Regions from separate parts of the Canis lupus genome. Here region 2 is linked to region 1. Evidence: chromatin contacts called from public Hi-C data. All regions are on one chromosome and are shown on one strand. Each heading gives the region's core, a stretch centred on a gene start, on an enhancer-like site or on the middle of the called end of the contact. The rest is flanking DNA. Distances are from core to core; before and after follow the strand shown. Region 1 overlaps CD247 (T-cell surface glycoprotein CD3 zeta chain). Region 2 holds the start of POU2F1 (POU domain, class 2, transcription factor 1).

Region 1 (4,734 bases), core at 1,033-3,532:
GATGCCTATGTGGCCTGGCCTTTGTTTTTTTCCCACACAGCACACAGCCATCACATTATACTCTTGAACATTAGCACTGTTTAAAAGAAATCCACCCTATCAAACCTTCTCATGTCAAAATTCCAGGCATGATTTTGCTAATTCTCTGAGACTTTAATTTATTCTGCAGATAAACTCTCATAGGATGCACATGCAGGGCATGTGCGCACACACACACACACACACACACACAGATGTTTATTACATAATTATCTGCAGGAGCAAAAAAAGAAAAAAGGAAACAACTTAAGCACCCACCAGCTAGGAATCTAATTAGTAAATGTAGGTATAGTCATGGGTAGCAGTTTAAAAAAATTAAAAACACAACAGATAGTTCTGTACAGGCTGCTATGGGAAGGTCTCCAAGATAATTAGATGAAAAAAAAGCAAACTCTGGAGTGTTATGCTTCTGTATGTATGAAAAAGAAGATATATATAGGCTGTGTATGTATAATAATACAGAAATCTATCTCTGATTAGAGTTTCTGTATGAGATGATGAAAAAGTTCTGGAAACTGATAGTGGTAATGACTGCACAACAACTTTATGCCACTGAATTATACACTTAAAATGGTTAAAATGGTAAAATTATATTTTTGCATACTTTCCCGCAAGAAAAATGTTTATATAGGTATGTCTATATCAATATTGATGTTGCTATCAATATCTGGGTGGCTACATTCTCAAAAAATGCTCTCCACACTTAATTCAAGAGGAGTCAGGGAAGGGGGAGGTCGGGAGGAGTTTATTTTCCATGAATGACGTGAACCTTTAAATCAAACGAGGTATGTGCGGCACAGTTCTAGGCAGGGCACCAAGTGGAGGCACGGGGACTCATCCATCCAGCAAGGTTCCTCCAACTAGGCTGTGGCTCAGTGCACTTCTGGTGATGACTTACTGGGGTTTGGAAGTATCTCCAATAGATAGAAATTTTCACTATAATGGTGTTTGGGGAATATGGTTACACTTCTGAATGAACATGAAAACAATTACTGCCAGCAAACAGAATGATGATGATGATGATTTTTAAAGATTTGATTTATTTATTTGAGAGACAGAGAGAGACAGCAGGAGCAGAGGGAGGGGCAGAGGGAGAAGGAGAAGCAGGGAGCTGACGTGGGGAGCTTCCGCTGAGCAGGAAGCCCAATGTGGCGCTCAATCCCAGGACCCCGAGACCATGACCTCAGGTGAAGGTAAACACTTAACCAACCGATTACTATTGATGCTGTTATCCAGTGCTGCAGGAATGAGGGCAAAGTCTCTCCCTTCCTCATCCCCACTAGGAGCACCAGCCCAGTCAGGCGGGTACAGTGAGATGAAAACAGCTCTGGCCACACAGCCTTGCCCAGCCAGAGCCACCGCCCTTGGGGAGCCAGGGACCCCAGAAGCCAAGTAGGTTTCTGGGCAACGGAAGCTGAGCTCCCTGGGCAACTGAATGAAGACCCTGGGGTGGAAGGGGGGGCTGTACCCGCAGCCTCTCGAGTCCTCTGGGAGCCATCCTGCAGCCCCAGGCCACTGACAGCACCTCCTCAGGGCTCTCCCAGCACCTGTAGCAGAAACCTGCTTGCCTGATGCCCCGTCCAGCCAGCGGCCTCCGTGGCCCAGGGCCGCTCTGGGTCCAAGTCTGGAGGCCCTGTGCCTCTTACCCTGCGTGGCCACGGAGGCGCGAGCGTCCAGGAGGAGGCCCGGGGAGCAGGTCCCACTGCACCAAGCTCCTCAGAGGTTGGGGTGGGGAGGAAATGCTATTTGGGTTCTAAATCAGATACAGATCCCTCAACAGAGTAAACAACTCGCTGGGATTTTCAAGAGCTGAGGCTGGCCCTCCCAGGCCACACTCTCTGTCCCTTGGGCCCTGCATGGAAAGGGGAAGGAGAAGGCGGAGCGGCTCCGGGGGCTTCTCCAGAGGTGGCCACCCTCACTCGCACTCACCACCCTCCGTGTGACCCGCAGCCACCCTGCTCAGGCTGGCACAGCCCACCCAGCGCGGTCGGGGGCTGGGCTCCTCACTCCGGCCACACCCAGAGCCCAGCCCCAAAGACGCCAACCGAATTCATACACGGCAGCCTCCGCCAAGAGGGCGAGGGAACCTGGGGCCGGGAGAGGGGCGCGGGGCCCGGCCTCTGCCTGCAGCCAGGGCGGGCTCCCCGGCGGCGGCGGCGCGCCCCCGGTGCGGTTACAGCGAGCAGCAGCCCCGCCCCTCCCGCCCGCAGCCATCTCCTCCTCGAGGTTTCCTGTTGAGCTGCCATCCAGGGCCCGGGTTATCGGGTTATCGCCCGCCCGTGATCTCCCATCTAAACTGCTCGCACTCAGGCGGCCGCCCCCACTTGCGGTCCCCTCCCCTCCCCACCGCGACCGCACCGCCCAGCCCTGCGCTGACGAGTGGCCCCGGCGGGAGCCGGCGGGGCGGGGGCGGGGGCGGCGGGTCGAGGGCTGGCTCCAGGCGCCGGGGCCAGCGACGCGGGGGTCCCCCCGAGGGCCCGGGGTCCGCCTGGGAGAGGCCTGGCTGGGTCACCCGGCAAACGCCCGCGCGTGCCCTCGCCGGGGCCGAGCCCGAGGCGCAGGACGCGGGCCCCCGCGGAGGCCGGGCCCCCCCCCGCCCCCCGGCTCCCCGCCAGCCCTCGGGACAGGGAGGAAGCGCAGGGGGCTCTGTGCTCTCAACTGGGGGACTCCGAGTGTCGTCAAAGCTGCCACTCTCAGCCCCGACAGCCCTCTCACTTTGGAGCCCCGCGAGCACTGCCTGCGCTTCCGGGCTTTCCCGGTACGCACGCCCGGCAGGTGCACCGCGCGGGGAGGCCGCTCCGCGGGGCTGCGGGGCTGCGGGGCTGCGGGGCTGCGGGCGCCCTCCTACCCCCCCCCCCCCCCCCGCCCCGCGGCGGCCGCGAGGAGCCCCGCTGCAGAGGCGGTGGCCAAGGACCTGGCGACGACTGGCGTTTTCCGCTTTTCTCTGACTTGAGCTGACCAGGTCTCCTGACAAGCACAGATGTAGGGAATTTTGACTTAGAAAGAAAAAGCCAGTTGCGCTAGTTCCTGGACAAAAAGGGGCTTCTTTACTCCCCTCTTGGCCTATAGCAAAGTCCTCAGCAGTGTTTCCCTGTCTGGTCTGGGGCCTGTGTCGGGAATCACCCCCCAGCCACTGAATTAGAGTCTCTGGAGGTGAATCTAGGGATCTGGGGTTTTTTATTTATTTATTTATTTATTTATTTATTTATTTATTTATTTATTTATTTATTTATTTATTTATTTATTTATTTATGATAGTCACAGAGACAGAGAGAGAGAGGCAGAGACACAGGCAGAGGGAGAAGCAGGCTCCATGCACCGGGAGCCCGACGTGGGATTCGATCCCGGGTCTCCAGGATCGTGCCCTGGGCCAAAGGCAGGCGCCAAACCGCTGCGCCACCCAGGGATCCGGGATCTGGGTTTTTAACATGCTCCCCCTGGGTTCTCCTGTACACCATGCCGTGGGGACCACTGCTTTCTGGGCTAGCTGGATCTGGAAAATACTATGAATGTATCCGCCCCCCCCCCCCACACACACACCCCCAGCATTTGTGGATGGGCTGCTCCCTGAGGGAGGGCAGACCCAGAGCTCTCTGTCGCAGACACAGAGCAACCTGACTGGGACCCAGACTCACACACTCCATCTCATATGTCAGAGAGACACCCAAGGGAGCCACGACTTTAACATTGCTGATCCATCTTGTGCTCATTCTCCACATTTATCCGCACTGATGTGTAATCTCATGTGGATATCATGTCACCGAACAGGGCTGCCTTAGGATTTACCTTGTTAAAAATATACTAACAAGGGACACCTGGGTAGCTCAGGGTGTTAAGCGCCTGCCTTCGGCTCAGGTCATGATCCCGGGGTCCCCTCCCTCTGCTGCTCTCCCTGTTTGTGCGCACTCTCTCTCTCTTTCTCTCTGTCAAATAAATAAATAAAATCTTTTTAAAAAATAAAATACACTAATGAGGACAGTCCTGGGATTTTCTTTTCTCCTGCCCTGTGTTCTTCACATCCAGGCATTTGCTGAGGACCAGCTTACTGGGGTCCTGACAGGAAGGCCTCGTAGCCATCTGGGTCTCGGGAGACTCTGGGCAGCGTGGGCATGACAGGCCCACCTGGGCAGGGCCAGGAATGGGAGTGGGTATCTCATGCTGCATCAGCTCTGTCTCAGAGGTGTTCTGTGCTTCTGGAAGGGAGCCACAAGCTGCTCTGGGCAAGCCAGGGACCCTGAGTGCTTTCATCAGGGCTGTGTAATGGGATGGGGGTGACCAGGTGTGCCACTCATGCTTTAACCTCTACAGGGTTAGTTGGTCACACAGAACAAGTCCAACTTCCAAACAGAATAACCAGTGAAGAAAGAAAGAACAAAGAAATGTGGCAGCCAAAATAGAGCTGGCCTCTGGCCCCTATATATCCTTCGCTGATGCATCCTGGATGCAGAAGGAGCAAAGTCACCCCCCGGCCCTGGAAGGTGAGAAGTGCTGGAGCATAGGAGCAAGCGCAGCCTGGCCTGCAAATGAGCACACCTGAGTCTCCCCAACCATTGCCCACAGTTCTCCATCCCAGTGCTGCCTTTCTCGGGGCCCTCCCTCCAGTGATCTCTCCCAGCCTTTCTCGGCAGTCACCTTCACCCATGGCTTCCTTCCATCAGAGCTCCAGGCCACACTGGCTTCCAGTGCATCAACTAT
Region 2 (4,734 bases), core at 645-3,144, 210 kb before region 1:
TGAATATAACTTATTTCCGGATTAATTGTAACACCATTGAAATTTGCATTTCCTTAACTGTGTGTTGGTTGGCGTGGCTTGAAATAATTAGATTATATGGTGGCCCAATTATTTGGTTTGCACAGTCAAGCACACACCCTACGGCTTAATTACCATGAATAAATCAATCCCACCCCAAATTCATTGGCTGTCACTGACAATAGCTTCATCTGTACTCGCACAGTGTAAGGAATTCAATGAGGAGACTAAGACCCGTGATTAAAACTTTAGCCGTTAGAATAACCGCTCTCTTAGAGATCCGTTTTTCTTTTATGTGGAATCGGCAATTCTACTCCATTTAAACTTTACAGTCATTTCTCTCAAGACAATCTAGGATTGAATTTCTTTTTTATTAAACAAACAAACAAACAAACAAACAAACAAACAAACAAAACAACTAAGCTCTACACCAAAGGTGGGGCTTGAACTCAGGACGCTGAAATCAAGAATCACAGACTCAACCCACTGAGCCGCCCAGGGGCCTCCTGAATTTCTTTTTTTCTAACTTCACTTAGGAGAGATGCTTTTCTATTCAGCCTCAAAAACAAAGACCAAAAACAAAAACAAACAAACAAACAAACAAAAACCCAAACTGGAAAAATCTTAGGGCTTTTTTAAAAAAGAATTCGTAAAATCATTGACCTGGGTCTTGTCCAGGGAAATTTACCTTTAAAGATAAATCTTAGAACATGACTGAAATAAAAGAGATTTACAACACAAAACGCCTGCTATCTTCTTTGCTCTGAGAAACAGTGACATTCTGGATGAGGCTACCGCTGATTTCGAGATTTTTTTTTTTTTTTTTTAAGGTCATCAGTTTCCAGTTTACGGCTAGGTTTTAAGTATGTTCCCAAGCCAAAGTCAGGGGAGAACGGCTTCCCACGGCCCAGGGCGCCGGCTACGCGCTCCGGTCGGGCGAGCGGCGATCGGGGCGCAGGAAAACCCCGCCAAGGGCAGGGGCAGGGGCAGGGGCAGGGGCAGGGGCAGGCACGGGCCACTGGAGCGTCCGGCGCCCCAGAAGCGACCGGGGGTTACAAACAAGTAGAGCAGAAGGGATGGGAGGCTAATTAGAACCAGCACGAGACCCTCCCCCGCGCGCTCGCCCGGCCGGGTCTCCAGCATTCGCGGAGCTGGGGGCGGGGACTCGTTAGGATTCAAATTTAAAGCGGGACGCCCGCGCAGAGCTCAGCAGGTGCCTCCAGCCCGGCTCCCCGCGGCGGGCGTTTCCGCCCCTACCTGCCCACCGGGCCGGAAATTACCTAGCAGGGGAGCTGCCCCTCCTTTGTTGTCAGAGGTTCAACCGCGCGGAAAGCCTTAAAAAGCGCGCAGCGGAGGGGACGCCGGGGCTGGTCCTGCCCGCGGGTACTCCACGCGTTTCCACGCTCTGGGCCGCCGTGCCCCCCGCCCTTCTTTCAAAATGCCACTGTCCATTGGGGAACGCCGGAGTGAGGCTGGGAGGGCAGTGGGGCGGGAGGAGAGGGGGCATAGTAAGAAGGGACGAATGCTCAACGTGCTACACAGGTTACGCTTCAAGAAGGAGCCCAGGAGAGGTAACGCATGCGCCGCCTGCATCTCAGGCGCGTGGAAAGCGTTGCGCATGTGCAGAGCCGAGAGGGGCGGGGGGGCGGGGGGAAAGTGCAGCAAAGGGGTGACTGGCAGGTTGAGGGCGCTTTAGCTACTGGAGAGCCACGGCGACCCGGAGGCGCGTGCGCAGAGCGCCCGAAGGGGTGGGGCTCCTCCTAGGGGACGGCCTCGCGCGCCCCCTGGCGCGAGCCCGGGGAGAGGAAGGAGCGGGAGGGGGCGGAGAGGAGGGAGGAGGCACGGAGGGCGGGAGGGGGGAGGGGAGCCGGAGCGAGGGAGGGTTTATCGACCGGGCGATTTTGGTTAAAATATTCAAAATGGCGGACGGAGGAGCAGCGAGTCAAGATGAGAGTTCAGCCGCGGCGGCAGCAGCAGCAGGTAATCATTACAGCATTTTACATATTCATATTCATACTCAACCCCGGCTCCCGCTGCCCCCCCCGCGACTTAGCATAATTTATTAGTACTCAGGATTATTATAATTAACGGCGGGGAGATGGGGGGCCGGGGAGCACGGAGCCCCCGCCGGGCGCCGAACGGAGGGGAAAAGAGGCTCGGAGCGGCCAGGCGGAGGGGGAAGACAAGGGGCAAAGGGGGCTGCGATCCACCGCCCTCCTCCTGCCCCCGGCCCACCCCGCCGCCGCCGCCGCCGCCGCTCGCCCGCCCGCCCGCCGGCACCGGCCCTCCTCCTCCGCCGGCCGCCGCCGCCTCTTCGCCGCCGTGCCCGAACCCGAGCGGGTCCTCGGCGGGGCCGCGGGGCCGGGGCACAGGGAGAGGACAATAAAGACATTTTACATATTCATAGCCGCTGGGCCGGCGGGGCGCGGGCGGGCGACCCGGGCCGGGCGGGCGCGGGGTGGGGGGGGCGTGGAGGGGGATGGAGGTGGCGGCGAGCACAATGCCGGGGAGGCGGCGGGGCCGGAGCGGACCCCGGCGGCCGGACAGCCACCCGCGTCCCCCCCGGGAGAGGGCCCGGGCGGGGGGGGGCTCGGCCCGGGGGTGCGCCCGGGGAGAGCGTTCTGCCCGCGCCCCGCCGCCGCACGGGGGTCCGAGCGGGGCTGAGCCCGGGGGTCACGGCCCCGGGCACCTCGGCCGCGCCCCGCTTGTCCCCCGTGTGGCGGCCTGACCTGAACCGGGCCTGCGCCCTAGGTGGGTAGGGGCAAGCGGTCGTGGGCGCTGTGAGGTGGCCTCGGGGCGGCGGGGGTGGGGAGCCCGCGCAGGGGTCCGCTTCGCCCCCTCCGGGGCGGACGGGCTGGGAAGGCGGCCCTCGTGGAAAGTTCCCCTCGGAGGGGGATGCCCTCCGGGGCAGCCCCATGTGTTCCGGACCGTCGGTCAGCGGTCCCCGTGGGTCGTGCTTTCCCTGGGGAGTTGGCTGGAGGTGTCTGGCGTGGTCTGATCTCCGTTCCCCCCCGCCCCCGCGCCCCTTCCCGCGCCCCCGCCCCCGCGCCCAACCCGGGCGGACCGGGCCGGGGGCCCTCGGGGGCCTCTGGCTCTCAGGCCCCAGAAGCACCCGGAGGCCTCTCAGGAACTTGGATGTAGAGAGGGCTGCCCTCCTGCCCCTGCCCGAGCACCGGCTGGCCTGACAAGTTGATAATATTCTAGATTTCCCCTCTCCTGTGGGGAGTTAGGTAGGGGCGGAGATCCCCCTCCCCGGTCCTGTGGTGTCGGTTTCTTGCTGGGTGCTCGGTCCTCTCTACTCTCGGCTTAGCCGAACCTCTCTCATTTGAATAATGTCTAATTCGGGGAGGTTTATATTATTGAAATGGCCGCCTGGCTTTCCCCGCCTCTCATGTTTAGTAATTCAGACCTTTAATAACAGCCACTCACAGCCCAACGCCGTGTTTATATTTTACATTCGCCCCATGTGCTTTTGTGGTTCGATATGATTCTTTTTTTTTTTTTTCCTTGGCAATCCACGGGGCTCTGAGATCAAACCCAGGCTGTGCTGGGAAGAGCAGGGGGAGAGCTAGGCCTTGGCTCCTCTAGCAGTTGCCTAGGCCTCATTCTCTGCCGCTTGATTTATTTACTAATAACCAAAATGACTTTCCCCTACCAACTTCCATACACATACCCGTCCTCCGCGGGCAAAACAAACCCTCCTGGGGCCTTAACCAGCAGTAAAGCAGCTCCTAGCTAGGCTTCAACTCTGTCGTGTTTTGTTTTCTCTTAAAAAGACTTTCTTACAGTTTGCAGTAATATTAGGCCTAAGGAAAGAAAATCTTCTCATTTTCAGAGGCGACTGAAACCTATTTTGATTTCATACAAATAAATCACTTTACTTTGGTGATAGTTCTCCCCTGCCCCTTGGCTTCTACCTCCAAGTTAAACACTTTCAGGCTTTGTAAAAGGTCTGCAGTATTTGTAAAACCCATAGTTTTTTTCTAGGAGTTGTAGAATAACTAAATGTTTTAGAAGTTCCAATTAACAGCACTTTCAGAATGTCTCAGTGCTGCATTTCCTTTTCAACTTCTTCATTCTAATTTAAAAGATGGCTGATATTAATTTTGTGCTATCCCTGTTAAGGTTTGCTTATTTTAATGGTAGCACTCCTAAAAACAGAAATGGGGTTATGTTTTCTTTAAGTATTTGTGTCATGGTTAAATGAGTGAACATAGTAGAATAATAAACATAGGCATTGTGTCTACCCTGATCTTGTAACTTATTCTTCTCCCAGCACACCCACCCCTCTTTAAGTTGTCAGAATTGATTTTATGTTTTATGTAGAATTAGGACAGTTGGTCTGTGAAAGTCAGGCTAACTTCCGTAATTCAGAAGAAACAGTAATTTTCATTTTTGGTCTTTCCCTTGTTAAAGTTTTCTTTCTTTTTTATTTTACATAGTTTTAGTGTTTTTTTGTTTTTTTGTTTTTTTAAAAACAGCGTTGCTTCTCATTGGTGGTTTTTTTTTTTTTTACCCCTATTAGTAAAGTACCAGAGAAGTGTTATTTAGCATTGATGTGTTAAACCTTTGAAAATATAAGGCACTTTATGGTCAGTTGCTAGGTACATATTTTGGGAGACATTAGTCTTCAGTTTAATTTCTAACAAAATTGTAGATTTGATGGGCTAAAAGCAAGCCAATTTCCAATGACCAGTTCTTATCATTTTTCCTTTT

The links. Hi-C and Micro-C count contacts between places; a contact is called where the count stands out from the background.
Region 2: a Hi-C map of blood shows a contact between it and region 1, with 2.4 times the contacts expected there. The contact joins the promoter of POU2F1 here to the enhancer-like site in region 1.

What each region holds. Positions count from the first base shown.
Region 1 is chr7:30,880,604-30,885,337 of UU_Cfam_GSD_1.0, reverse strand. All of the region lies in intron 1 of CD247 (T-cell surface glycoprotein CD3 zeta chain), which reads right to left. Among named protein-coding and RNA genes, the nearest start is that of CD247, 55 kb to the right of the region's middle. Within about 2 kb of position 2,282, at least 3 of the 20 cell types and tissues checked have an H3K27ac peak or open chromatin away from gene starts, as enhancers often do. A contact at or near this core is called in blood, where this site is marked.
Region 2 is chr7:31,089,793-31,094,526 of UU_Cfam_GSD_1.0, reverse strand. POU2F1 (POU domain, class 2, transcription factor 1) reads left to right here and starts at 1,894. Exons shown (of 16, transcript XM_038542646.1): 1 at 1,894-1,998. The coding sequence starts at 1,938. All of the region lies in intron 1 of LOC106559032 (a long non-coding RNA gene), which reads right to left.